Linked DNA regions of Mus musculus: all the other regions are linked to region 6. A link is a contact called in public Hi-C and promoter capture Hi-C data. All regions are on one chromosome and are shown on one strand. Each heading gives the region's core, a stretch centred on a gene start, on an enhancer-like site or on the middle of the called end of the contact. The rest is flanking DNA. Distances are from core to core; before and after follow the strand shown.

What was found. Promoter capture Hi-C pulls out the DNA fragments that hold promoters and counts their contacts. Hi-C and Micro-C count contacts between places; a contact is called where the count stands out from the background.
Region 1: a contact with region 6 is called in a promoter capture Hi-C map of hippocampal neurons, with 3 times the contacts expected there. The contact joins the enhancer-like site here to the promoter of Lrguk in region 6. A contact is called at or near these places in 10 of 39 promoter capture datasets (the 3T3-L1 cell line, the C10 cell line, the HPC-7 cell line and 7 more), 7 of 484 Hi-C or Micro-C datasets (the HL-1 cell line, the N1E-115 cell line, cerebral cortex and 4 more), 2 of 115 datasets of contacts at active chromatin or transcription factors (astrocytes and embryonic forebrain) and 1 of 9 other capture datasets (macrophages).
Region 2: a Hi-C map of the N1E-115 cell line shows a contact between it and region 6, with 2.7 times the contacts expected there. The contact joins the enhancer-like site here to the promoter of Lrguk in region 6. A contact is called at or near these places in 2 of 39 promoter capture datasets (hippocampal neurons and stem cell-derived epiblast-like cells), 3 of 484 Hi-C or Micro-C datasets (the HL-1 cell line, the N1E-115 cell line and embryonic stem cells), 2 of 115 datasets of contacts at active chromatin or transcription factors (both in embryonic stem cells) and 1 of 9 other capture datasets (embryonic stem cells).
Region 3: a promoter capture Hi-C map of the 3T3-L1 cell line shows a contact between it and region 6, with 3 times the contacts expected there. The contact joins the enhancer-like site here to the promoter of Lrguk in region 6. A contact is called at or near these places in 4 of 39 promoter capture datasets (the 3T3-L1 cell line, cranial neural crest, hippocampal neurons and 1 more), 2 of 484 Hi-C or Micro-C datasets (embryonic fibroblasts and olfactory sensory neurons) and 1 of 9 other capture datasets (adipose tissue).
Region 4: a contact with region 6 is called in a promoter capture Hi-C map of hippocampal neurons, with 4 times the contacts expected there. The contact joins the enhancer-like site here to the promoter of Lrguk in region 6. A contact is called at or near these places in 5 of 39 promoter capture datasets (the 3T3-L1 cell line, the C10 cell line, hippocampal neurons and 2 more).
Region 5: a contact with region 6 is called in a promoter capture Hi-C map of embryonic stem cells, with 4 times the contacts expected there. The contact joins the enhancer-like site here to the promoter of Lrguk in region 6. A contact is called at or near these places in 6 of 39 promoter capture datasets (the 3T3-L1 cell line, the C10 cell line, embryonic stem cells and 2 more), 1 of 15 datasets of contacts at CTCF or cohesin (the NIH/3T3 cell line) and 1 of 9 other capture datasets (adipose tissue).
Region 7: a contact with region 6 is called in a promoter capture Hi-C map of the HPC-7 cell line, with 3 times the contacts expected there. The contact joins the enhancer-like site here to the promoter of Lrguk in region 6. A contact is called at or near these places in 3 of 39 promoter capture datasets (the HPC-7 cell line, HPC-7-derived erythroid cells and stem cell-derived epiblast-like cells) and 2 of 484 Hi-C or Micro-C datasets (the HPC-7 cell line and regulatory T cells).

What each region holds. Positions count from the first base shown.
Region 1 is chr6:33,680,492-33,684,597 of GRCm38.p6, reverse strand. The region is part of intron 10 of Exoc4 (exocyst complex component 4); the gene reads right to left. Among named protein-coding and RNA genes, the nearest start is that of Gm38785, 240 kb to the right of the region's middle. Within about 2 kb of position 2,172, at least 64 of the 459 cell types and tissues checked have an H3K27ac peak or open chromatin away from gene starts, as enhancers often do. A contact at or near this core is called in the HPC-7 cell line, the N1E-115 cell line, cerebral cortex and 3 more, where this site is marked.
Region 2 is chr6:33,768,398-33,772,503 of GRCm38.p6, reverse strand. The region is part of intron 11 of Exoc4 (exocyst complex component 4); the gene reads right to left. Among named protein-coding and RNA genes, the nearest start is that of Gm13853, 220 kb to the left of the region's middle. Within about 2 kb of position 2,668, at least 19 of the 459 cell types and tissues checked have an H3K27ac peak or open chromatin away from gene starts, as enhancers often do. A contact at or near this core is called in the N1E-115 cell line and embryonic stem cells, where this site is marked.
Region 3 is chr6:33,719,631-33,723,434 of GRCm38.p6, reverse strand. All of the region lies in intron 10 of Exoc4 (exocyst complex component 4), which reads right to left. Among named protein-coding and RNA genes, the nearest start is that of Gm13853, 270 kb to the left of the region's middle. Within about 2 kb of position 2,039, at least 15 of the 459 cell types and tissues checked have an H3K27ac peak or open chromatin away from gene starts, as enhancers often do.
Region 4 is chr6:33,541,387-33,544,987 of GRCm38.p6, reverse strand. All of the region lies in intron 9 of Exoc4 (exocyst complex component 4), which reads right to left. Among named protein-coding and RNA genes, the nearest start is that of Gm38785, 100 kb to the right of the region's middle. Within about 2 kb of position 1,792, at least 13 of the 459 cell types and tissues checked have an H3K27ac peak or open chromatin away from gene starts, as enhancers often do. A contact at or near this core is called in hippocampal neurons, where this site is marked.
Region 5 is chr6:33,618,514-33,622,444 of GRCm38.p6, reverse strand. All of the region lies in intron 10 of Exoc4 (exocyst complex component 4), which reads right to left. Among named protein-coding and RNA genes, the nearest start is that of Gm38785, 180 kb to the right of the region's middle. Within about 2 kb of position 1,549, at least 7 of the 459 cell types and tissues checked have an H3K27ac peak or open chromatin away from gene starts, as enhancers often do. A contact at or near this core is called in embryonic stem cells, where this site is marked.
Region 6 is chr6:34,027,513-34,031,612 of GRCm38.p6, reverse strand. It overlaps Lrguk (leucine-rich repeats and guanylate kinase domain containing), which reads right to left and starts at 2,165. Exons shown (of 20, transcript NM_028886.1): 1 at 1,860-2,165. The coding sequence starts at 2,156. It overlaps Gm38786 (a long non-coding RNA gene), which reads left to right and starts at 1,889. Exons shown (of 4, transcript XR_868961.1): 1 at 1,889-1,973.
Region 7 is chr6:34,493,988-34,497,790 of GRCm38.p6, reverse strand. The region is part of intron 2 of Bpgm (2,3-bisphosphoglycerate mutase); the gene reads right to left. Among named protein-coding and RNA genes, the nearest start is that of Gm52898, 16 kb to the left of the region's middle. Within about 2 kb of position 2,315, at least 68 of the 459 cell types and tissues checked have an H3K27ac peak or open chromatin away from gene starts, as enhancers often do. A contact at or near this core is called in the HPC-7 cell line and regulatory T cells, where this site is marked.

The DNA of each region.
Region 1 (4,106 bases), core at 923-3,422, 350 kb after region 6:
CTGCATCATTATATATGCCTCATAGAAATACATTTATTAATGCCTCTTAACTAACAAACAGTAAATTTGCATAACTCACTGACAGCAACAGAGGTCATTTAAAGGCATAGCTGAAATGTTTTAAGTTAGAAAGAAATGCAGCAGACCTGCAAGTCAAATCAGGCAGTTAAACCTGAGTCACAGTTACTACTATCTATTTACATCACCAGAAGGGTGGCATACTATTGTACTGCAGTTATTTTGTATTCAGTACCCAAACTTTTATAGAAAATTAAAGACAAAGAATATGGAGGTATGACGGAAACAATAAATACAAGAGGAAAAGGGAGGGGGTGTTGTTGAACCTTCTTTGAAATAAAATGACAGGAGAGAAAAATAACTTTCCATTATTTTCCGTAGAAGTCAGGAAGACAGCTCACAGGTAAAAGCAATCGTTACATATGCCTGAGTTCCATTTCATGAAAAGCCACATGTTGTGGCTCACATATGTAATCCTAACCCCCATACTGGAGATGAATGGTTGAGGCAGAGATGTCTAGAGACCCACAGGCCAGGAATTCACAGCACAGACAGACTCTGTACTATTGAGGTACAAAATGAAAGCCAACTTTCAAAAGTTTTCTTCTCATTATGTACCCTCACAACCAAAAAAAAAAAAATTACAAAGATAAATTTTCCTCAGAGCTAGGCATGAAGGCACACACACACCTGCAGTAAGGAGGCTGAAGCAGGAGGATTGTAAGTTACAGATCTAACATAGGAAGACTGTTTAAAAACCACAGTAGTTACCACACACCCCAAAAGTGATCATAGCGAGGCCAGAGAAGGGCAGGAGAGTCTAAGTGCTGTGACGGGGACTCCCCTGAGGGATGGAAAGGACCAGGAGGTGGAGCCAAGGAAGCTGAGGAAGGTGATCAAAGCTGTTTGGTTTGTAATTTCTCCACCTCAACCGAAGGCTGTAGGGGAAGCAGGAGTCTTCTACAGAGCCCTGGTACAATTCTAAACAAATGTCAAACTCATGTCATGCATCATAACATAGTCCCCTTGCTACAAGTTCTCCAGGTGACAGAGTCACAGACACAAGCTCAGGTAGGAGAGGAGTGACAGAGGGGAATCAGTGCAACAGCTCTTGGCAAGCAAGCCTGGCTCTCTAGGCCTCTGCTCCCCTTGCCACACCATAGCATCCCTATCCACAATAACATGTGAATTACCTGCCTCAAGAGCAGTTTGACACATCAATCCCTACACCTTAAGAAAAAGTCTAAGTTAACGAGATGATGTAAATCAGACTGCCCTGGACCCAAACACAGGTATTATCACTCACTTCTGATCAACAAACATGGAGGGAGGGAGGAAGGAAGGGGCACGTGGGGAAGGTGATAAGAGTTCTATCTTTTTTTTTTGTCTTTTGCCAGTGGGCTCTTCTATGCTTTAGACATAGCAGGTGCACAATAAATACTTCCATATCATATTCTTTTCATCTCAATATTTCCTGTGTATTTACCAAGATCGAATTCTCTTTTACATTTTTTTCCTGAAAGAAATATGCATGTGGCAGATGTTTAACAGCTATATATCAACAGTGAATGAAATGATGTAAGTACATAATTTGGTTATAAAGTTTATAAAGTGCTTTAAGCTGACAGAAATCATGCATATGTAGACTGTAAATGGACATAAAACATAAAATATCTCTGTAACAAAACTATCCTTTTTTTTTCCCCTTCTTGATTCATCACTCTCAGAGGAGGGGCTCCCTTGGTATTTCCTCCTCTATAAGGTAGTTGGCACCGTACCATGCAACAAGAAGACGAAGGGTGTCTCTGTTTAGAGGACACAAATGCCCAGGCAGGTCAAAATGGAGACTTGACTTCCTGTCCTAGGAAATACAGTTCACCCAAATGTGTTCATAAGTGGGCTGCCATCCATGACAACTGTACCCAGAGACCAATGCTCAACAGCGGCACACAACGGCTAGCAACTAGGAGATTTTGATTTAGTTCATAGTTTTGTAAAAGGTAGAATGAAATTTCCAGAGTGATCGGGATGCTGCTTTCTGGGGGAAGTCTCCCTCTTGCCTTCCCCTGGAGCTTGGGTATAGGACGTGTCATGGTGCTTCTGAGTGGGCTCCTGCTAGTGGTGCAGAAGCTGGTGACAGAAACAGGTAGGGACAATGGCACAGCTGCTAATGGGGACATTTAAATCAGCTCCTATTCTTCCCCTGCCATCATGCAAAGCCCCTTTACTGCTCTAAAACAAATACAGCTTAATTCTATTTCCTGCCTGCCTTTGTATAATTTTGACATGTCCTCAGTCAAACACGACCCAGTCCTTCAATCAGGCCCTATTTTTCTAGAGATGAGGAAACAAGAGGAAGCGAAAGCAATTATTGAAAACTCATAAGCAGCAGCTTTAGCCTAATTACCTTGACTTTCCTTTTTAATTTTTCTATCGATTGTCTCCTGCTAATATGTGAGTATTGACTGAGCTGGTGGAGCCTGGAGCAGCCACGATAAGAGCAGATGCCACGGGGAAGCAGGATGTAATTAGGAGGCCCTGCACTCCGCTTTGGAATCACACATGCACAGGCAAGGCTCTGGTTGGTCCCTCTTAAGCAGGGAAGCAGCTTCCTTCAGCATGGCTGCTGTCTGCTGTGTCTTTGCCACCAGAGGGCAGCTGGGAAAAGGAAAAACTACTCCATGTTCTTTGTCCCTCTTTTGAGTTTAAAATAATGTGTTTCTCATATTTCTCCACACATTATCTACCAAAACTCCCTGGTCTATATAACTCCAAGAAGATGAGGTGGCACTGTTTTGAGTGGCAAAAAGTATCCCCCCCCCTTTTTTTTTTCAAATGCTACTGGATCAAGCCTCATCTTAAACAACCAAGTAACCCTGGGTGGTTTATCTGAATATTCATGTACCATTGACAACCGCTCACAACTCTGGGCTTTTTTTTTGCTTGGAGAAAAACAAAAGTTTCTTAACAAAAGTTTCTTGCTTTAGTGTATACAATTTGTTTTTAAATTATATCTGTAAGGTAGTGTAAACATGTTTTAAAATATATCTAAGTTTTCTCTAGCAGTAATAATACTTTGTCATCTTAAATTGCTATCACAGTATGTGTGGCTCACTATGAGAAAACACAGTTTAATAAAGCTGTATGCTAGGTTTTATAGGGATCAAGATGACCCCAGTGAACCAAGGTGTCATGTTTGGTCCTGTTTTATTTTATCTTCTTTAGAAACCCTGGGAAGCAACCAAGTAGTAACAATTAGCAATGCTTAATGGACTTTGAATACAGCTGCGAAAACTGTTAATTAAGCAAAATGTAAGCATGGGTGAAACTCTATAGGAATGGAAAGAAAAATATGAATGAAAAAACGCTAGGCAGAAACATGAAGAAAAGTGGAAGGCTAAAGACAGACACAGCATAGACAGAGCTGGGAAATGAGAGTCTTGAAATGTTAACACAGCCACAGGAATGACACAGGAATGACCAAGGTGCATCCATTATGAAGTGACAGTTATACACACAGTATGGACATTTAGTAAATAATAAACTCATTTATATTAAAATAACCTCACGATACCTGAGGGAATCAATGTAGTCCCCAAGTCACAGGCATAAGGATATCACCCATCAGATCAGCAATCACAATTCACTAGACGGTACTGAGAAACAAACTCAGCCTACAGTGTGAATAACTGATTAGAACTGCATCAAATAATGCCATAGGTGTTCATGATACAGATTTCAAATTGGATTTATTGAAATGATGTTTGAAGTAGCTGGCATAATACTTAAGGTTCAAAAGCTGGAGAACATCCTAGGACTTTACATGACTAGATCTGGAAGTATAATATTGTGCTCTGCACAAGACTTGATTAGCATATTAGTGTTCCTTCTAAGTAGTCCAGGAAACTATTCTAGGATGGCACAATGTCCCAGATGGCGGATGCAAAGGCAGGTATAATTTGGGCTTTCTTTTTTTTTTAAGGATTTATTTATTTATTATATGTAAGTACACTGTTGCTGTCTTCAGACACTCCAGAGAGGGCGTCAGATCTCATTACAGATGGTTGTGAGCCACCATGTGGTTGCTG
Region 2 (4,106 bases), core at 1,419-3,918, 260 kb after region 6:
GTCATTTCTGGATGTCACTTTAGACAAGGCTCATACGTGGGGCCTGGCTCAAGGGATGCAGATGGATTATTTTCTAAGGCACATGCCAGCCTCAAAGGTTCTATTAAAGTCAAGTCTTTATATAAGCATACACCAAATTGTGCTGGGAAAACTCATAATTCAAATTAATCATATAAAAACTATTTTAGACAATGTTATATATTATATATTATAAAAGTAAATGACTTGTCTCATGTATATGCTTGAGGTCACAATAGTGCCTGTCTGATCTATTATATTTCTACCATAGAGGTAAGTCTGCCTGTGACTCTAAGTCCAGGTCATAAAAGAAAGAAGAAACTGATCAAAATAGCCGCTCCCCTTTCTTTTTGCTATTGCTTGAAGCATCTGCATTTGCTAAGCTGCTAGAGAGAAATTGATTGTTTCTTCACAGGCACAAGATCTGCTTTGGTTAATACTCATGAGGTAAATCTAGTCAATAGTTCCACGAGCCAATTAGCTTACTTTCCATCTAGACTTAACTAGTTGAGAAAAAAAGAAAAATAGCTCAAGTCAGTCACTTATAATGATTTTTAAGAAACAATCAGATTTTCTGCAGAAAAGTAGGCATTATAAATATATAACTAATCATTTAAATAATTTAAATGCATTTTTAAGCAAATATATAAGCTTTATATTCACTCATACAAGATTAAAAAATAGCAACACAGTGACTGATTAAGAAAATTCTCAACAACTAAACAATGGTTTTATAAATTACAACTTATTTTAAATATTTTGCTCATGAAAAATAAAATCTTTAGCTTATTTACATGCTACATATCAAATCTTTGCTATCTTCTGCTAGTGAATCTCTTGCTCGGTTGGTAAGGATGGCTTTCCTGTGCTCACTTTGCCCCCTGCCATTATTGTCACTCGAATTGCCTAGGTCCTTTCAAAATGGTAGGCACGGGATACTATGTGTTTGTCATACATACAAAACTTTGCAACACAAAGATTAAATACCAATGCATGTAATAGTTGCTTTTTAAACAGGATACCATGGGGACTCAGGATAATGTATGAAGTATGAAAAAACTGGGTTGGGGATGATAACTTGGTATCAAAAGACCCTAACAGGCACTCAGGGTCTCAGACCAGCAGTCATGGTTTCACATCAATAGTGATGGGTCCCATCAGAAGATCTGAGATGTCCAAAACCACACAATTCTCATGAAGTCAGGAGAAACAACCAGCAAGCACACTTTGTAGGATAGTCTACAAGATACCTCATCATCACTACGTGAAGTATATATACACCACTTCTGTGCATTTACATACTGTGCAATCAACATAGCACTGAGACACATGCACATCAACAGTCACTGCAGTATTACTCACAACCACTAAGTGATGGAACAAAGTAGGACTCAGCAACAGAGGAATGGATTTATAAACGTGTGGTATATATGCACAAAGGAACGTTTCCAGCCATAAAGATGAATGCCATTGGTGGGTAAGTGGATGCAACTGGAGATAATCACATTAGAGTGACATAAGCCAGTCTCAGAAAGTCAAACGTTGCATATATTCTCACTTGCAGCTCTTAGATTTTATATGCTATACATTATCATGTATGCACATACGACATGAAAGAAGTGTCCAAGGGAACAAAGGACACCATCAGGGGGACAAGAAAAGGCCGGGGAAGGAGGTTTCAGGGGGAACATGCTTAGTGTACTAATATATACTTACATAAAAATTGAAAAAATTAATAAAAAGAAATAAACAATCAAAAAATAAAAATTAAACTGCCATGGCTATGGACAGCAAGAAACCTCAGGAGACCTGCACTGTCCTTACATCTTTTCTGTGAGGAAAATTTCAGAAAGAAAATTTATTTTAAAATATAATGGTGTCTCACTTGAAAAATAATGTGAGTTTGCTTTTGTACATCTTTTGACAACACTGCTGGCAATTCCATTTATTCATTCAGTGTGAACCTACTATGTGCTAAAAATTTCTACTGATCTATGGCAAAATTGGAAAGGATGAAAGAAAAGAGCAACTTTGGTTGGGAAATGGAAAGAAATTAGCACAGTTCAGCCCTTACTCTGTTCAGGTTGCTTGCCCTGGTATAGCTTTGAAAGCCATAGAAACACAGCAAACAAATTCACCAAAGCATTTCTGCAAGTACCTGATAGGCAGCCTTGACCTTGAAATAGCCAAGAGGACAACCAATTCAGAAATGCCTCTTGGAATAAAAGGGGGAAAGCAATTAAGCTCTTATAGTGGAAATCGGGCAGAGAGAAGTGCTGGGTCCACCCAGTGAGCAGAGGTAGGGAACTGCTCATTTAAGTGCAGTTATCTGAATTTGAATTTGTACATATTTGCAAGTGAATACCCACGGTATTCTGGACTCTACAGATAGGGCATCCATCTTGAGAAGAGCTGTAACCATGAGGGGTAAAAGAAGATTGAGATGGGGAAAAAAAAGAAAGAGAAACCAAATAGAAGCTGAGATGATTTTTTCTTCTCAAAAGACTATTCCTAATATTCACAGTCTAAAAAGGACACAATGACGCAGATAACCTGTTAATGAGCTAGCTGTGGGTTGTCTACTCCCCAGGGCAGGATTTCCAACTGACAGAGCTTGTGTGGGTCTAAAAAGAATGAATGAGAAATTGAATGAGAAATGTACAGCTTAATCTTTCAGCAACCCGGATGTGCTCTGGATGCTGGTGGCTCCTGTGGGCAGAGATGGTGAGGAGCTCTGGCCTGTGAGGCCTTTGTGGCAAAGGAATGAAAACCTGTAATGTAAATTCCAGGAAATCAGTTTGTTGAGTTTGTTTGGCCAATTACGGCAATCCATCAAAGGAGTAACCTCAAACAACTAAGCCTGCGTTCACCTATCTTAGGCAGTTCTCAGGCCCTTGTTTCAAGCTTCAGTCTCCAGCAAACAAAACATTCATAGGAGAGTCTAGCTCAGTGTGACTAGGTCCCTACATCAGCTGCCTCTGTGATGCCAGGTCTCTGACTTTTAAAGTCACAGTCTTCTTCAAAGGGCTTGCCCTTGAGGATCTGCATTCCCTAAAGCCTTTCATGTTTCCCTGTCAAACGTCAACAGGAAGCTGGTCCCTGTAAAGCTCAAGATGGCCTCTGGGGTGCTGTGTCTAACCTTGTTTCTCATTCTCCTTCCACTTCTGCACAGACACTTTGTCCTTTTAGATCACCGAGAATCTTGTGTCCCCTTTTCAGGACACTTTCTCCTTCTTCTCCATATACACACATCCAACAACAATGCAGAATCCTTCTTACCCAATGTTTCTCTTGATTCTTAAGGCCCCCAGTGCCTCTCTTCACCCTGTACAGTGCCTGGCTTCTGAACCATCACAACTGGTACTCCCTATCCATCTGTCCCAAGACACTCAGAGATGAAACCATAAGTTTGGCACAGAGCAAGGATTTAATAAATATTGACATTTAGTTTCAATAGCCTTTTAACACAGGGGAATTACTCGACTGAATTCTGTTATTCTTGTCACAGGCAATGGACCAGATTTCCCCAGCCCACTGTAGATGCTCACACTAATATTATGTACAGACAAGTTGAGTAGGAACCTTGAAAAGCATGAAGAAGACCAGCTGCTTTCCTTGAACGGTTAATCTTTAAAGGGTCATTTAACTTTCAAGCGGAGATAGTCTTGTTTCTATTCACTTTCTCACTAGAATGTCCCTAAGCCAGAATGGCAACATACAGACAGGGCAAAAATTACTTAGGATAAGAACCTTGAAAATTCCCTAAGTACAGCAGTTCTCTGTCTCTACTCATCTGGCTGCTACCAGGAATCTTGCCAGATCAGCAATTCCCTCCTGAGAATGATAGCTATCATTTGCTTGGGCTGTTGAGCCAGCTTGCTTTCTTCCCAGTTTCTTTTTCTGAGATGCTCTTCCCCTTCTCTAACATTTAAGGAAAAGAAATAAATCTGAAGATGCCTTTGTTAGCACATAAAGTCAAATGTATTTCAGGCAAAGGCAGCCTTCTAAAGACCTGAGTGACAGAGGACTAATGTAGCTTCGTCCCCGTCAGCAGACCTGTCATAAGTCATTACCTTCTCTTCTCTTAT
Region 3 (3,804 bases), core at 790-3,289, 310 kb after region 6:
TGATATTCTTTGTGTGTTCATGAATATAATATTTTTTCAGGAATCAACTACAGTCAAACCCTAGTTTACTGATATGTCTAATCTTAGTAGTATCTAGTAGTCTATGCAGCAATGAGGCTTAGAAAATGAAGACATAAATATTCTGAAATTTCCAACTATTAGGAAGCAGCTAAAAAGGTAAAATTTTCAAGATATGTAAAGGTTCATGTCCATGATAAAATATGTATCACAGAAGGTCTTTAAACATTTATTGAGGGTCATTGGTGAGGCAACTCAGTGGTTAAAAGAACTGACTACTCTTTCATTATGTAGGAACATAAGGATGGAAGTATGAAGAATTTATCACATTCATACGCTGTCCACAGAAAGCAAACTGAATCATATGAAAAACAACCAGATATTTCATAATTCCTAGCACCCACATGATGACTCACAATGTCCTAAAGGATCAAACACTCGCTTCTGGCTTCCAAGGGCCATATGTGTGTGAGTGTGTGTGTGTATACACTATTAGGAAGAAGCTAAATGTATACACACACACACATATGTGTATATATATATATACACTCATATACATGTATATATGTGTATATATATGTATATATATATGTGTGTGAATATATGTGTATATATATGTGTGTATGTATGTATGTATATATATATATATATACATATATATATATATATATACATACATATATATATATCTCAGACACACATGTAGGTAAAACAGCCATATACATTAAATAAGTAAATAAATAAAAATACTTTGCTGAATGCTATGATATCAAGTACCATCAGAATGAATATGAGCTTCACTTCTAGTCTTCCTAGAACCTCTATGAGACTGATATCACTTTTCTATGTATGTGTTTTTGTGTTTATTTGTATGTACTCTTACATTACTCCTGTTTTAGTCTTCTAAGTGTTGGGATTACAGACATGTACCACAAGGCCCAATCACATTATTCTCATTTTAAAGATGAAGTACAGTAGTTTGCTGAAAGCCACTAGGGAATTGAAGGACACAGCTTGAATTTAAACCCTGGTCTGTCTTGATATTTGAGTCTTTCCACTCTGGCATGATTCTCTCCCATGCCTCAGGCTTGTGACTAGGGTAGAATCCATTAGTGTCATGCCCTTTAAGCCAGGAAATAGGTCTCCAGAACCTTATTTTGTCCTGTATAGTCCACACAATGCAATCAGACTTTGATATCACTATAGTCTCTCTGCATGTTCAATTATGGTTATTTACTCTAGTCCTAGGAACATTTAATCTAAAGTAGCAGTCTTCCTTGGCATTCATTTAAAATATTTTAGGTCTATTATAATGTGACTTGCCCTAGGCTCTACTTCTGCTAAGGGTAATGCTGTGAAGAGGGCTCCCATGTTGGGATCATTTTTCTGCCCTTATTTGAAATTTCTCCTCTGACAGCTTTCTCCCTGCCTGTGCCGAGTCTCATCTGTTCAGGCAGATTCTGCAGAAGAGGCTCCTTGTAGAGTGAAATCGACATGCAGGGAGCATCAGATAATTTCTAATTGAATTTTGCATCACTTCCATTAATGTTAATGCCCTTAAGGCCCCAAAGATGGGTGTATGTGTGTGATCTGAAATAATCCAACAGTTTTCCAAAACCAAGGAAGGATATTTGCTTATTTGTAAGCCCAGGGGCCCAAGCATCTAACTAGTATGAATCCTAGAATGCTTGCATACCCTCAGAGGTTACATTTATTTTAGGAAACCTAGATATGCAGAAACATTTTATTTCCTAATGTAGCATTTTGACAAATAACTAGTAGTCAGGATTGATGAATTCCTCTGAGCTATGAAAGTTAACATGGTTTAAACAAAAGCTTAAGAGATACTGGTTTCAGTAAACACTATAATTCAGTTATGATACTTGGCAGCCTTCTGTTGCAGAGCCAACTTGGCTGTCCTCATCCCTAATACAAATAAGTAGAAAAACACCTCAAGAGCTAGGAGGACAAAGGCACAGCTCTAATAGGAAACAGAAACCACAAGGTTATAATTAACATCAGCATAGGTTGCTGCTGACACAACAAGACTATCGTGCTGTCATTCATCACACAGCTTGTCGGGAAGGAAGCCTTGTTTGTGTTTGCAGCTGGTAGAACTAAAGATAAGTCAGACAACATGCCCGGGCATAAGGGCTGTGACCAAGCCAAGAGTACAGTTGGGAATTTCAGCCCAGGTTTCTACCGGTCCAGTCTAATGACCATGATGAATCAGGTATGGACCTCATGGAAATGCAGAAAATTCTCTACATATATACCAAGTACCCCAAAAGATTTGAGTATATGGGTTTTGAGGGCTGCTATCATCAAGGTTTAGCCTAGTTATTGAATGGATCAGTGAACTTTTGAAAGAAAAGACTGTCTATCCTCCTTGCTATTCCAGTATTTACATTCTGCAGACAAAGAAACAATCCTAGAGAAGGGAAATGACATCCTCAAGAAATGGAAGTTGTACATGTCAAACACAGACCCTACGCTCAAGTCTACCAACTCTTGCTGTATTGTTCGTAGGGGAGGAAAGGGTTTATTTAGCTTACATTTCCACATCATAGTCCATCACTGAAGGAAGGCAGGGCAGGAACCTAGAGGCAAGATGCAGAGTGCATGGAGGGTGTTGTGTACTGGCTTGCTCCCCGTGGCTTGTCCAGCATGCTTTCTTATAGAGTCCAGGACCACCAGCTCAGGGATGACTCCACCTGCAATGGGCTGGGCTCTATAGACTTTCCTACAGCTCAGTCTTATAGAGGCCTTTTCTCAATTGGGGGTTCCCTCCTCTCAGATGACTCTAGCTTATGTCAAGATGTCATAAAATAAGCCAGCACAGTGACCCAGAAGGTTTTGGGGACTCTCAGACCTCCATGTCCCCTCATTCAGGGGATTGCTGTGATTACAGACATGCAGTATTCTGTCTTTTGTCTGGGTTCTGTGGATTTGAACTCAGGCCCTCATGCTTCTGTGACAAAAGCCCTTCACCCACTAAACCATAAATAGCTTCAGACTTGTGCTTTTAGATGATGTACCACAGAAAAAATCCTTAAAAATTGACATTAGTTTTTAGAACCAAAGCATGGTGGGAACATAGGAATTGTAATCTACTATTGTGAGAGTGGCTGATTATGCATGGCCTTGTGACTCTACAGCAATGAAAGGTCATCTTTCCAGCTTTGTGAGCAGTCAATATGAAGCTCAGGTTAGAACAAGAGTTTTCTCTAGTGCATTCAATTCTCATTTTCAATTTTAGCCAACAAAGGTTAATTCTCAATTTAAAAATATATCACCATGCTAATGTAAGCTGTTGTCATTGTGGATATTCCTGACAGATCACCAAATGAGAGAATCTGCTGTGGGGTGTAGGATTTACAGGTCCTGTAGATCTTTGGAGGTTTGTGACAGGCCATGATTTCTTAGATACTCCTTGCCAAGGACTGGGTATGGCATGTCTTGTAGAAACTGAGTCATTTCCACCCAATCTGGGATCTTATTATAGTAGAATTCTGGGAAAGAAAAGGAGACATGACACACAAGATTTATTTGTGCAAAACTCTTTTGATGGACTTCTGTTGAATCCGGGAGTGTTTTCAAGCCTTAGTGAAAAGGCTGTCTCTCTATTAATATGAAAAGCCAGCTAAAATATGTTTAATGACAAATTCTCACTGTAACACATAGACGGGGCTGCTCATATTGTTCATGTTTCCCTTTCTAGATTTAGAAAAACAAAACAAAATTTTATTGGTGTGGCAATTCTGACAAATTATATGATCAAATTGT
Region 4 (3,601 bases), core at 543-3,042, 490 kb after region 6:
GGTGTTTTGAGACTTCTTTTGTCGATGCAATTAATCTAAATCTCTTTACCTTAGCCTCAGAGAACTCTTTGGAAGAGGGAAAAAACCAGCCACGGTCTTCTCCAAAATATCACAAGAATGATCTCTGCAACATACCAAAATCCTCTTATTCTGAAATCTCTTGAGCCAGGCCTCCACAGTTCAAATCACACTTAGGACCACTGTCTTCCATGTTCCTACTAGAATGACTCAGTAAGTCCCACTTAAAGCATTATATACTGCTTTCCAAAGTCCTCAAATCCACATTCCTCCAAACAAAAGCATAGTTAGGTCCATTACAGAAATACCAAACTTTTGGAACCAACTTCTGTCTTAGGTACTATTGGTGTGAAGGGACACCATGACCAAGTAAAGTGTTAAAAAGGCAAACATTTAATTGGGGCTGGATTACAGTTTCAATGGTTCAGTGAATTATCATCATGGTGGGAAGCAGGGCATTGTACAGGCAGATTTGGTGCTGAAGGAGCCAAGAGTTCGATATCTTGATCTGAAGGCAGCCAGGAGGAGACTCTGATTGATGCAATACCTTCAAAAAGGCCACACCCACTCCAATAAGGCCATACCTAATAGTCCCTATGACCAAGCATTCAAACAGGTGAATCTATAAGGGCCAAACCTATCCAAATCACTACAATGATGGAAACTGAACAACTCCCTACTGAATGATCACTGGACCAAAGCAGAAATACGAAATAAATTAAAGACTTCCTAGAAATCAATGAAAATGAATGTGCAACATACCCAAACTTAAGAAACAGAATGGAAGTGATACTGAGAGTTTATAGCACTAAGTGCCTTCATAAAGAAAGTAGAAAGATTTTGTACTAGGAATTTAACAATGCACCTGAAAGCTCTAGAACAAAAAGAAGCAAACACACCCAAGAAGAGTAGATGACAGGAAATAATCACATTCAGGGCTGAAATCAATAAAATAGAAACAAAGAGAACACAAGGAATGAATGAAACAAAGACTGGTTCTTTGAAAAATCAACAAGATATTTAAACACTATCCAAACTAATTACAAGCAGAGAGAGAATATCCAAATTAGCACAAGCAGAAACAAAAATGGGAATATAACAACAGACACATAGGAAATCCCAAAAATCATTAGGTCATATTTCATAAACTTGTACTCCACAAAATTGGAAAATCTAAAAGAAATGGACAAATCTCTTGATAGATACCATTTACCAAAGTTCAACCAAGATCAGATAAACAGTTTAAATATACCTATAAGCCCAAGAAAATAGAAGCAGTCATTAAAAGTCTCCTACCCAAAGCACTTTCAGTGCCAGACAGTTCTACCACAGAATTCTACCAGACTTTCAAAGAAGAGCTAATATCAATACTCTTCAAATTATTCCACAAAACAGAAACAGAAGGAATATTGCAAAACTCATTTTATGAGGCCACAGCCAGCTGATAACGATACCACACAAGAATTCAACAAAGAGAGAGAATTACAGACCAATTTCCCCCATACTAGGCTGCCTTGTCCAGCCTCAATCTAATGTTTCACGTCAGAAAATAGCCATTTCTCTCCAAGTGCTTCTCATAAAATCATTATACATTTTATTTTTACAATAGAAAATAAAATACCCAAATACCATTTTCTATTGCAGCTAAAGGAGAAAAAAAATCCAAAGTAGGCCAAGGATCCAACAAATGGATTATTTAAACTGTATGGGATAAGAAAGAACAGAGATAGACAGAAAACAAACAGAAGAAAACAATAGCACTGGGAGGCTTGTGAGGAGAACTGTGTGGCAATCACACTGGAGCAAAGCGAGGAGGTGGAGGCAGCAGGCAACACCAATGGAACTACATCTGGCATTCAGGGCAAAGACAAACGACCATAACCAAAAGAGACCACGGGCCAGTCAGTCAGAATCCATGACTAGAAGGACAAACTGGTCCCTGTAACCTCTGAAATCATGCGTCTGTTTTTCTTAAAGCTGTTTTTCTCAACAATTTTGGCATCCTGATAAAAAGCTAAAAAGCACACCCTTCAACTGACTCATGTTTCTCATTTGTTCTTCCCACAACCCAATCTGCTTGCTCAATCCATGTCTATCAGATTCTATAAAAACAAATGTCGGCTCCACAAAAACAGAAAACTCTCTGCCTGCGTGCTGCTTATCCCTCGTGTCTGAAATTCTGTCTAGCACATGGTGAGACTGTGAGAATAATTGCTGAAATGAAGGAGGGAAGAACTGAAGGAAGGAAGGAAGGAAGGAAGGAAGGAAGGAAGGAAGGAAGGAAGGAAGAAAGGGCTCTTCAAATGCAGGAACCTTTTCTTTCTGTGTGCCATTTCTCATAAACAACTTGTTTTCTTCCATTGTACATTATACACAGTTTGCTAGCATTGTATATAATTTTGCCTAAAAGCCTAAGAGGACTCTCAGCGTCTCCTCCTTGACTCAGGGAGGAAGGGAAGAAGCTTGGACCCATCTGGTTCTGCTTTAATGGCTCTGACTATTCATTCTAAGAGATTTCTTTGCAGAGGCTGGGATAGTCTTGCTACAGTGGTTTATAGACAATCACTAAGTTAATGCACTACACCTATACTTTCTCCAAGGACATTATTTTTATGTACTGTACAGCTAGCAAATAAAAATTTAAAGCTATTAAATTTCACTATATACTTATGTAACCAAATAAAACATAGATTCTGAAATTAGAATGTACATATTGTCATTTAAATACTTAATTAAAATGATGTACGAAACTTATCTGTTTTTATTTGCTTAATAAAATACTTGTGTATTACTTTAAAGAATATTTTCTTTTTCATTATGTTTGTTCAAAATATGATCTTAGACTAATTTAGAGTCCACTCAAAAGGCATTTTAGAAATGCAGCGCGCAAGTGTACAACAAGAATCCTCTCAGTGTGTGGGAGGCAGGGAAGGGAAGGAAACCTAGGAGCAGAAGAAATTTTGAAAGTTTGAGAGCTCCCACCATGAAGACCCAGCATGATCATTAACCAACAGAGCTGACAAGCTTCCTCAGCTCCTCTTTTCAGTGTGCTTCCCCCCAAACAAACCCATTCCCTTTCAAAATGGCGTGCACATGAGTGACACAGGAAGGAAGATGGCTGACGGTTTATAGACTTGGAACTGGATTTTCCAAGGACCTGAAGGCTATGCCTTCTGAGTAAGGATGACGAGAATTCGTTTCAGATAGAAAACATTAGATGCTGAAGCGAATGAGGACCTGCCAGTGTCCACAATCAGAACAATAAAGTTTCACTGTCACTCTTGCCTTAACAAATACCTTCCTGCCCATGTGTTTAGCTCTCCTGCATTATTTGTAAAAATGAGACAAACATCGGGCCCACAGCTTGCTACAGCTTTAAGTGATAACTGCTCACAGCATTTTTTTTTCCTCTTCCGGGTTTTTATAACAAATGAGGATTACTAGATTCACTGGGATGAAAACAAATACTTTCTCATTTTTAATACACATTTAAGTCTTAACATTATCTTAATTTAACGGCCACTCAGTGGATCTCCACAGGGTCCTAGGTGTATTCATGAATGCACCACAGGGCTCACAGAAA
Region 5 (3,931 bases), core at 300-2,799, 410 kb after region 6:
AAAAAAGAGTATGTGGTTGCTTATTTGTTTTAATTACTTGGTTTTTTTTTTTGTTTTTTGTTTTTTTTTTAAGTAGTAAGCAAGCATTTGATTTCCATAAGAAGCCCGCCCAGATAGCTACTACAAGGAAAGAAGTGGCTCAGTTGGGGAAGGAAGGGGATCAATGTTAGTGTTTATTAGAGCCATTTTCTAATGGCTCTCTCAACTCTCTTTACTTCCTTTGATGTATTTAAAGTGGGAAGGTTCATCAAAGGCATGTGTGATCAGGGGCTTAACTGTATTTAAATAACTACCTGTGGAGTGTCTGAAAGGCTATTTGCTCTTTAGGCAATAGCAAAATCATTCTTTGAAAAGCTCTGACTTGCTTTTTCCTAGGAATTCAGCAGGAATCCTTTTTTTCTTACAAGGTGAGCAGTGAGCTCCTGTAGGAGAATGAAGTCAGAAGCGTCAGTGTCTCAGAGACTGCTCTAAGAGCTGAATGAGCAGTTGGCTATGTCCACTTTACAGCCTATGGTGTTGGGGAAACCTTTTCCTGCCTAGAGCTTTCCCAGAGATTTATGTAAGGTGAGAAAGGCATTAGACCACGCACATATGAAGTGCTGGCTGTCAACACTCTTTATTTTAGGCATTTAAAAATTAACTGTATTGCTATTTTAAATTAGGACAAGATCATAAGATTTTTCTAATCTTACATAGAAGAGAAGAAAGAACCCCCAAAAGGGGGGCACATATATGTGAGCTAGCTAGCAAGTAGGATATGTGTTAAGACTATTTTCTCTCCATTTGAGGCAAAATTTATTTCAGTTCAGATCTTGATCAGAGTCATTAATCACTCTCTTGTCTAGCATGATGCAGGAGCATCTATTTGGTCTTCAGATGTAAAACAAAAATTTTTAGACTTTGACTCACATGAATGGGGATTATGTTGTAAAACAAAGTTTAATACCTTGCGAGAGAGAAAGTTTACAAACTTATCAAATAAAATTAATAAAAAGCTTTCAATCAATCTAAAGAATAACAAAAATATATATTTAATGTAACATTTGCAAAGTTTAAACCCAATATGAATTTTATTTCTACTTACTCTTGATGCTTTGATCATAATCAAATTAAAAAGCTAATTTTGTTCATCTATGCAATCCTCAATTTCTAACTTGGAGGGTTGATTTGTCTTGCTGCTTGCCACAGGGCTGTGTAACCTATACTGGCCTCAGATGTATGGCAGATCCCTTGACTCAGCTTCTTGTGTGTGTGGATTGCAAGTATAGACATCCATGCCCAGTTTTAGTAAAAAAAATCCTTCAGCTTCCTAATGCTCTACAATGAACAAAAGAAAAATCTAGGTAGAAAAAGCCCTGTTCACACAATGCCTGCCAGGATCAATTGATGATAAAGGGTTATAGTTAGCCTAACACTTGTACCATCCTATGTGGAAAATGTGAGATTTCAGTGAAGCTGAAAATACTCTTTAGGCCACCCCAGGCCAGGGTAAGAACCGGATGTCACACCCAGGCTCCACTCCTGCAGGTCTGCAGTCAAAGCCACACTGAGTGCAATGACCCAAGGTCACCAAACCAAGGTCACCAGAGCACTAAAAGCAGGGGCAGAGAGACACTGCCCACAACTGGTTTGAAAAGGAAAACTTAGGTACTGTATTATCTAAAAAAAAAAAACAAACAAACAAACAAAAAAACCCAAAACAAACAAACAAACAAAAAACCCAAAAACAACAACAACAACAAAACCACCAAACAATCAACCAACCAAACAAAAAACAACAGCAACAAAACAAAAACAAAAAATTTGGGGGGGAGACTTACAATGCACAAGGCAATAAAAATGAAAATGAATCAAAAAGCTTTATAAAATTATGAAAATCAAAGTGTTTTAAAACTTTCAAAATGGTTCATTTACAACACGACAGTTCATTTTCTTAGAACATTAGGAGTATAGGTAGAGTACATAGACGTTGCTTGCTTGTCTAAGACAATGAGTGTCTACAGAGGCAAGAGCTCCAATTGCCCGAGTATTATTATAAAACTGAAGTTTTATTAGTGTGAAAACAAACAACTTTTTCCCAAGAACATTTTCACTAGAGACACAGCATGTCAGGTCCCCTTCTCCCCCTAACCCTCCCTCCACTGTTAGGGAGGTTTCAAAACAAGCAGGAAATCATCAGGGAAGAACAGAGGTAGGAGCGATTAGGACCTGGATTGGTGACATAATGAGGAAACATCATAAACACACACAATGTGGACATTTCATGATGACATACACACAGAGACAGACAGAGAGAGACAGAGTGACAGACAGACAGAGAGCAAGGGGGGGATGAGAGAGAGAGAGAGAGAGAGAGAGAGAGAGAGAGAGAGAATAAGATCAGGTGTGAATAAATTTACAATCGCTACGGAAATTAAATAATTTCAAAATAAATAATAACCTTGAGATTACTTTAATAATGGGGTCAGCATGAGGAAAACAGTTGGGAGTAAATTGCCTTAAATTATTTCCTCGTGAGTGAACACACAGGGTAATAAGCTGTGAATGGGGTGGGTAATTCCATCCTTACATTGTGTTGGCCAGCAAAGTAGGAAATTAGAATTACTGAACCCTTCTCAAGTTCTTATCAAAATGAGAGTTTCAATTAGTGACTGAGATACCTCCATGTTTTAGGACTGGAATTAGTTGTGGAATATGGCAGTCAATGCATGGAGCAGCACAGTCCACCAAATCAGGATAAGGCTAATGAAAGAAGGCTACTGTGTTTTCAATATATGGCTTTGTTAGGTAGGTAGAATCTTTCATTTTATATAATTATATATTATATATAGCCTTACTAAGACATAGTTTATATATCATAAAATTATAAGTGTTTTTACACTTTGCTATTAACTTCAACAAATACAGGGAAAAATTGAGACACTTTAAAAAACAAAGAGTGAAATGATTTCTGAGAACTAGTGGGTATGCCGCTGAACACATTATAAATAAAACAGTGACTGTAAAATAATTATACACATGTCATATAAATCCCAATTCATTAGGTGATACTAAGCTAGTATGTGCTCTCAAACAGAACTATCTCCCTAAGACAGAAATTTAAAATACACCAAATCCTTCCGCATAAACTGCAAGAGTCCATTAGATTAGGTATACTAGGAAACCAAGGATCCGAGAGCACTTGCTGGCTTGAGTAGCCACAGAGTTGAAAGAAAGTAGAATCACATTTTTTTATATTTAACTTTGAAAATGCTTAGTGAGATTTATGCCATCTGTAGGAACTTAAAGAATTTATCTGTAAAATTAAAGGATGCATTGGAAGCTGACTTACAGATGAGGAAAAAGCCAAACTAAAAACCTAAAGCCATGCTTACCATGCAGTGCAAACACACACAAAGTGAGGCTATGGGCTTTTATCTGGGCATGGATAACTGGGATGACAATCTTTTTCTCTTTCTGTTGTATGCATAAAAAGCCATGAGAAATTCTATCACAGCCTCTTTGTGGAGAGATCAGTTTGGCCTCGACAAAGAAGCACCACCTCCTCCATCACTTCCTCCCACAGCCGCTACCATCACCTCCTCCATCACTTCCTCCCACAGCCGCTACCACCACCTCCTCCATCACTTACTCCCACAGCAGCTACCACCACCACCTCCATCACTTCCTCCCACAGCAGCTACCATCACCACCTCCATCACTTCCTCCCACAGCCGTTACCACCACCTCCTCCATCACTTACCCCCACAGCCGCTACCATCACCACTCACCCTACTAACTGAATTACATTGGGGCTCTTTTTGTCATGTTTAGCTTCCAATTTTAAGGTTCCTGGAGTAGTCACACTACCAAGTTGACAGTGTGATTTTTTTCCCTAATGTTCCAGGTCAAAATAATTAATAATACATGTGCTGACAATGATGAACTACCA
Region 6 (4,100 bases), core at 916-3,415:
CCGCTTCCCTTAAAGTCATCAGGGCTTCTGCAGTCTGAAGCAGGCTGCACTGATGAATATGGCCACCACGTGATTACTTGGAATCAGGGTGAGAAACGGGAAATCAACCACTCAACAAGAACGTATACTTCACAACTTTTCAGCTCATTCCACATTTTAAAATGCAATACCGTGAAAAGTCAGTATCAGTATTTAGAATATAACTGGAGGAAATAATAAACTTTTTCTCAACATAGTCTCCAAACCAGAAAGGGGTAGCCAGTTGGATGGACCCCTTCTAACGGCTTGTTAATGGCATCCTGAAGACAGATTAATGATGGCGCTAATGAACTCATATCCAAGGAGCCTGTGCTAATTAGAATCATAAGTAATGCTGGTGGTTCATTTGTGAATTCCTCTGGGGTGGAAGATGGTGGAAACCACACAAACATTTCGAAGGAGCACAAACACAGCTACGGTTTGTCGTAGTCTCAGCTGAAGGTGGAAAATTAACCAACAAAGGGAGAATAAAATAAATGATGGCCTTTTTGGTTGTTTGTTATCATTATCTTCATCATCATCACCAGCATCACCATCATCATCATCATCATCGTTATTGTTAAGGCACGGTCTCACTGTGTGGTTCTATCAGTGTTTCTAGCTAATCAGAAACTGGGTGTGTAGACCAGGCTAACCTCTAACTCACGACAATCACCCTATCTCTGCCTCTCAGTGCCGGGTGAGAATGGCAAGAACGCCATTGCCAGCACACTGCTATAGCCAACTTCAAGCAACGTTAGAATGCAACCAGCCCAGGAAGAAAGATGTAGACTAGGAAAAACAAAAAGAGGGATGAGGGGGGAAATAGGCCAAATATTCCAAGTGCAGGAAAGGGCATTAGAGACAAGAGCCCAGGGAAAGGAGGGCAGAAGTGGAGTAACGGGAGGTCAGAGGCAGGAAGGACAAGAAAGAAGGCAAACCAGGAGCCATGTTTGACAGGGGGAGAAAGGTGGCTTGTGAAGAAGCTGAGGGAAAAGAAGGGGGAGCAGCGAAAAAAGGCAAGAAGTGAAATCAAGAAAGATGTTGGTTCTGAGTAGCTATGACAGAGAGAAAAGCCTAACTGGGTATGAGAGGGAAACAGATCAACCTACGATTTTGAAAAAGCACAATAAATAGAAGCCAATACTAGGAGTAAGGGAATGCAAGGTGGAAGGAAGCGAAGGGATGAGGAAGGACAGTCGGTGTGTGGGAATACAGTCAAGTGGGGAAGGGAAGTGGAATCAGGAGATTAGGAAAATAGTTAAGAGCGTTGGGAACGCTCCCCATAAGCCAAACTCTGCCAACTAGGGGTGAGCTGGCTCTCTCTGATCATGCTGTGGCTCCCTTCTAACCAGAAAGAGTGGGAGTGCTTAAATAGGCACACAAATACCCCGAGCAGAAGTAACATATAAAACGTATACATTATTTCGTCTTCAGCAGAGCATTGGGATTTTTTTTTAAACCACCCTGGAGGAAGGAAGAAGATGAATGGCCCGCATAATTTTGTCAATGCGTAATTTTGAAAGCATTAAACCCATACTGGTACACTGATTTTTTTCCCCCCGTTATAACAGTGTGTAATCTGACAGATAAGAAACTAGGAAAAGAAAGTAAATATTTGGAGGGTTTCACCCCCTTTCTCCAAGACAGGAGGTGAAGCACACGAGAAATGGGGGAATAAAAATAAGCAGCAAAGAAAAGCCCTTGCCCTCTGGCTAGAGTGGAGTGGGCTGAGCCCAGGGCTAGAGAAGGCAGAAGCAAGCTGCCGCTGAGGCAGCCAGGTTGAGCGGCTGGAGGATGCCTGAGACTGGGGTGCGGGTTGGGGAGGGGGGGAGGCACACCTCCAAATTCTGCATTTCGGACTCCTCTGACTCTTCAGATTCTCCGTCCTCCTGTTGCTTCTCTTCTTGCTCCGCTTCTGCCTCATGAGAGCGGTGGATGAGCTGGTGGAGGAGGTAAGAGGAGGCGCTTCTGAAAGTCCCTTTTGACTTCAGACCCAGGGGGAAAGAAGGCCAACGGCCCTGACTTTGTTTTTCTGTGAGCGACAGTATCGCCTGGGCTGCAATGCGAGAGGCGCCCAAACCCCGCCTGAAACGGGTGCCTTTCCATCTCGAGGGATTTCGCTCGAAGGCCGCCATCTTGTTTATACGCGTTGCCTAGGAGACTGACGTCATGGCCCGCGGCGCTGCAAGGAACTCTGGGGGGCTGTAGTCCAAGCTTCCGTACTTGCACATTCTGTCAAGGTCTCCATTGGCGTTCACTTTTGCAGCGTTCTGCTGCTTCTTTTATTTTCCTCTTTACGTTCAGTGGCTAGTGTTGTTCCTTTTTGCATGTACTTTTAATCCCTTTTCTCCACCCACTTTCTTTGTCTTCTTGCTGCCTGTCCTTCTTTGAGCTTGTTCACCTCACATTTGATAACATTCACACAAGCATCTCCAGTCTGGCTTCATTCACACCATCGAACTTTGGAAGCATTTGACATCCCTAATTCTGTCGGTCGGAAAGCTAGTAAAGATGAAATTTAACACTATGCACAGCGCCGTGGGAGGAGATGAGGCCGTGACATAGAAGATTGAAAAGACCTGACTCCTCTCCTTTTCCTTTCATTGTAGATAATGAAGAGAAACTACCAAAGGATTTTAAGAGCTCATTTGTAGTTAATTTACATACCTGTCCAACTCTGAGTCTGGTCCTTGGGAAGAAAAAAGCTAGCAGTGGGACCAGAGGGGCAGATTGGGGAAGGGAAGGAAGGGAAAGGGAGGAGAGAAAAGGAAAATAAATCAAACTAATTGTAGTGTATCTGAACCCCTGTGAAGAGGTTAGTATTCCATCAATAATTAGTCAAGTGACCTGCATCTGTAATTATTTTCATCCTGCTGAATAGTTTTATCAAATGTTCTTCTTGAAGGATTAGAAAAGGCATGGCATTCTGCTAGTGTGATTTTATGAAACCCAAATCCTATAGCCTTAAGCTCCACAAAATAGACATGCTATAGAAAAACAGAACGAGAACTGTAGCAACTATTATTGCCATAGCAATGACAACAGAGATCCTGACAGGGAAGTTGTCTTCATCCTCTGGCCTTACTGGGCCATTTCTCCATGCTTCAGTGACAGCCATTACAAATACAAAATGATCCTATCAATGGCTGTCAGGGGAAAAGGAGAAAAAATTCTTATGGACACCATCCATTGACTATTATCTTTCTTAGTGCTTGAGGGACCATTAAAACTGACATAAAGCTTTCAGAATTACCTTCCTTCATTATCTTGCGGCTCGTAACTGGAAAGGGCGCAATGAAAGTATCTCTCTGCTAGGTTTGCCTTGCCTGTTATTTCTTTTCCTAGTGGGTACCGATTTTGACAAGGGATTTCTCTCCAACCTCATTGCCTTAGGGTCTGGATCCACCTAACTAAGAAGACTAGAGTGTTCGCTCTGCTCTTGCAGAAATTATAAAAACGCAAACCCTATGTGTGTCTTCAATAACTTAATCAGCATTTGTAGCAGAGGGAACTTTGCTAACGGCAATCTACTGAGAAAAATGTTTGATGGTAGAGTTAGGATCTGTCAAAGAATAATTTCAAAACATGAAAAACATGTTTGCCCTACAAGGACTAGAATGAAACAGGCTGGGGAGAGTTTATTTGTTGGAGTTGGTCTCGTGAACTGTGCATTCAGATGCTTGTTCTGTGTCCCAAGGTCACATTTCAGTCTAGACGTGGGCATTGTATTGACCAATGTGCTATAAAGAATTCTCCCCAATCTCTGCTTGGACAATAAAAGGCTAGAGCCCAAGACTGGGAAGGAGAGAGAGGAAGGCAGAACTTGAAATGGAGTAGGGGGTCTTAGGTAGGGACTACAAGGAGAAGGAAAAAGGTAAAGGAAGAAGGAGGACTCCATGAGGCAGGATGGCCCATGATCATGTGGCCAAGAGAAGCTCACCCTGAGGCCACACATGAAACAAAACAAGACTCAGTTGGCAAGCAGTGGGTATATTCATCTGGTTATTAATAGCCTCATTGGGTTGTCATAGTGTCAGAACCTGCCCAGTTTAGGTTTGTAGCTTGTTAATGAATTCTGA
Region 7 (3,803 bases), core at 1,066-3,565, 470 kb before region 6:
GAATCTCCGATTCTCCTCTTTCCACCACCACCACCCCCCCCCCCGCCCCCCCGGGTGCTATGAGGACGCCTGCACCACCACACCCAGTTTTATGCAGCGCTGTTGATCAAAAGGCAGGGCTTCACACATTCTAGCAGAACACCACCCCAGTCTCCAGTTCACGTTTAACCAAGTCCAAGAGCGCCTTCTTGGAAATGGCACCAGGTTCTTTCTCTCTCTCTACCTTCTTTCCATCACAGTCCCTCTGAAGCCATCTCTTCACTTTACACCTGGTGTCTTCAGCGTTTAACTATGTGGCACAGGCTTGCCTTGAACTGGAAATTTTCTACCCCAGCCTCTGGAGGGCCGAGCCTACCATAGGCAAGCATCGGAATACCTAGAGCATCTTTAATTCTCCAGTCTCTATGCAGGAGCTTCTCGAAACCCACTGCAACCACTGGAAATGGTGGAAGCATTTCAGATAAGAAAGAACGAAAGTTTAGGAGAAAACCATGTGAGTAAATTGATACCCAAAATGGAAAACTTAAATAACTTATTTTCTACGTGCAGGAGTAGCTTCCGAAAGTCAATTTGCAGGCTGGGCGTGGTGGCGCACGCCTTTAATCCCAGCCCTCAGGAGGCAGACGCAGACGGATTTCTGAGTTTGAGGCCAGCCTGGTCTACAAAGTGAGTTCCAGGACAGCCAGGGCTATACAGAGAAACCCTGTCTCGGAAAACTGAAAAAAAAAAAAAAGAAGAAGAAGAAGAAGAAGAAGAAGAAAAAAAGAAAGTCAACCTGCCGGCACTCCCTCTAAGTCATGGTAACAAACTAGAACACAGGACACTGTACTTCAACCACAATGCCCCACCCAACACCTCTGGGAGAAGCACTTGAACAAATCCTGGCTTCTGCCAGAATGAGAACTCTGCTCTGTGACTCCAGCTCTCCGGGCAGTGCCTCACCATCCTTACAAGAATATAACTGGAATCTGTGCATCTGTGAGCAGTGCTTTCGAAGGTTGCCTGCTAGGAGGCACAAAACATGGAGCTATATGGTCCGTCAGATACATTAGGTATGTCACCACTGGATCCACCAAGAATGCACTTTTTACATGGGATTGCAGGTTATAAGGAATAAAGGTTAAAGATTCCCCAGCAACAGGCTTTTGCATGAGAGCACTCCAAGGAAGGTCATATCAGATGTGCATTTTTGGGTGACATTTCTGAAAGATCAGAAGGGGCACATAGGATCCACCATAGGCAGGACCTTGTGTGTCTCACTCATTCATGTGTACTCTAGCTCCTGGGCCAAAAGCAGGACTTGAATCACTGGGCCCTGGGCATACAGTTGAACTGAGTGAATTCTAACTTTCTTGGCTTTCAAGTCTAGTCTTTATTGTTGAAGCCTTGATTAAAGACTTTTCTCATTATGAACTGAGCAAGAAACGAGGTGTGGGAGGTGCATTTAAACAGTTCTTAGCCTGGAACAAAAAAGTTGTTTATACCTAGTGCTAATCAAGCAAACTGCACAAATCTGTTCTGTGTGTTCTTTGGCTTTTCTCTAAAATGCCTACAAATCTTTTAGCAGCAGGAAATGGGGAAAAGCAGCACTCAGGGACACAGGAGGAGTTGCTACAGGACGAAAGGAAAGCCCATATTTTAGGATTAAAAACAAAAAAGCAAAAACACCACCCAGCTTCAGTGAATCTGGTGGCAGCCAACTGTGAGACCCCCACCCACCCCTCTTTGTCCCCACTGGACCTATGGGACAACGACGCTGTGTATTCTTCTATTATCAGTAAGGGCTGAAAGAAGAGACTGTCCATTACAGGTGACCATACAAGTAAATTTAATTTTAGACTTCTAAATTTTTAGTTTCACATACATACAATTAAAAGATAGCCTGGGGAAACCAAAGAAAACAGGGTATTAAATTACCCTGTAACCTGATGGCAGGGTAATAGCTGCTGCTTTAAAATTAAGCAAGAGAGAGATGAATTCACCTTTCAGTTTTAGTTAACTTTTCATTCACTATAATTTACCAAATTTATTCACTTAAATCACTTATAATTTAAATAATGTATTCAAATAATTATAATTTAATTTGTTTAGTTAAATTACAGTTAAAATCTTACGCTATTTAAGAATAAAGGCTACTATAGATTTTGTAGGCTTGCATAAAAGCTAGCTCAGCTCTACCACTAAGCAATTATTTGTCTCCCAGGAAAGAGGGCTTGAACTCCATGATTCTGAAAATATCCTACTAAATGCCAAAGGTGACAAACACCTCAGCCGCCATTGGCAGCCAGCTCTAGCTGACCTTTCCTCTCATTTCTCTCATTTCACGTCACCTTGTGTCTGACTTGCTGTGTGTGCAGCTGTGTACACTTCTCCAGGGACAGAGTCCAAGTCTTATACAAATTTCTTGCCGCCACTCTTTATCCCTGTCTTGCATCTGCCTGATCCTGTGCTTAAACCAGACTAAACAATCTACTTCCTCTGGCAAGGTACAGACCACATCCAACACTCAGTTAGGTACTCGGCTTTTCCTTCAGTGTGGACCAGCAGGAAACAAACAGGAAGCAACTATGCCAACCACAAGAAAAAGAAACACACGCCTGTCTGGAACTGTGCACAACAGGTTGCTTTTAGCTCTCCCGCGGGCATTCAAAGTTCTCTTGCAGCGTTGTGAGAAGCACAACTGTCAGGGGCGAGATCGGCTTTAACCTGGACTTACTGACAAGATTGTAGGCAATTATTTATGGTTCTGAAAACCAGTGAAGCAGTCCCTGGGGGAATTTTCTTACTGTATAGTATCCCATGCCTTGTTTGTCTTCTGAAAATATTAAGCATTCTCAGATTACACGTAAATCGATCTCTAATAGAAATACGTTACTAGGCAGGTTACAGACCAGGCTCAGCAGACAGGGAGCCTGTCAGAGATGCTGCCACGAGGCTCCTAAAGTGGTGATCCTCGGGTAAGAATGTTAGCTAACTTCCAACCAGTAACATTGTCTTCAACTGTATTGCTCACACACATTGACTCCAAGAGGTCCATAACCTACTTCTAGCCTTACTAGATGATGTTAGAAGCACACAGATGGGTATGGGTGTGTGTGCGTGTGTGTGTGTGTGTGTGTGTGTGTACAAGTGGAAAGAGCAGATGAAAGCATAAGGCTATAGAATACAGTGACAAATAAGAGGTCATCAGTCTGGGATTGAAAAGCCATCAGAAGGCTTCACAACCTGTATAAGTAACACTGGCAAGGCTAACAAAATACACGGTCAGGCTAGGGTGCAGCTCAGTGGCAGGGCACTGGTCTGGAAGGTGTGAGCTCCTTGGGTCAATCCCCAGCACCATAAAAATAAAAATACACACAAACTCTTCCAGCATCTTCGGTGTAACATCTCATGAAGCAGAACTTTGAAGGGTGGCCCTGGCCTGCTGATGGCTTAGGCACTGAAGAGAGTCGGCACCACACAGCTCCAGAAGACTGAAAAGGCCGTAACAATGCCCACTCGAGTTTTCAAGACACAGGGAGGTGTGTTCATCTAATTCCACTGTGTGTATGTGGAGAGAGCAGATGGAAGCACATGGCTATAGAATACGGTGGCAAATAGGGGTCCTGGGATTGAATCCCACTCAGACGATCACTCTGTGGAACACAAACTAAGGTCCCGATTAAGGGCACTTCACTTACTGACTACACTGAATGAAGCCGGTCTCTTCTGAGGCACCATTTTCACTACATTAACACTAAAGCACCTGCCAGCCAGCTCCGTTAAGCTTCGTCTATAAAGGTGTAGGCACCTGCAGTGACGAT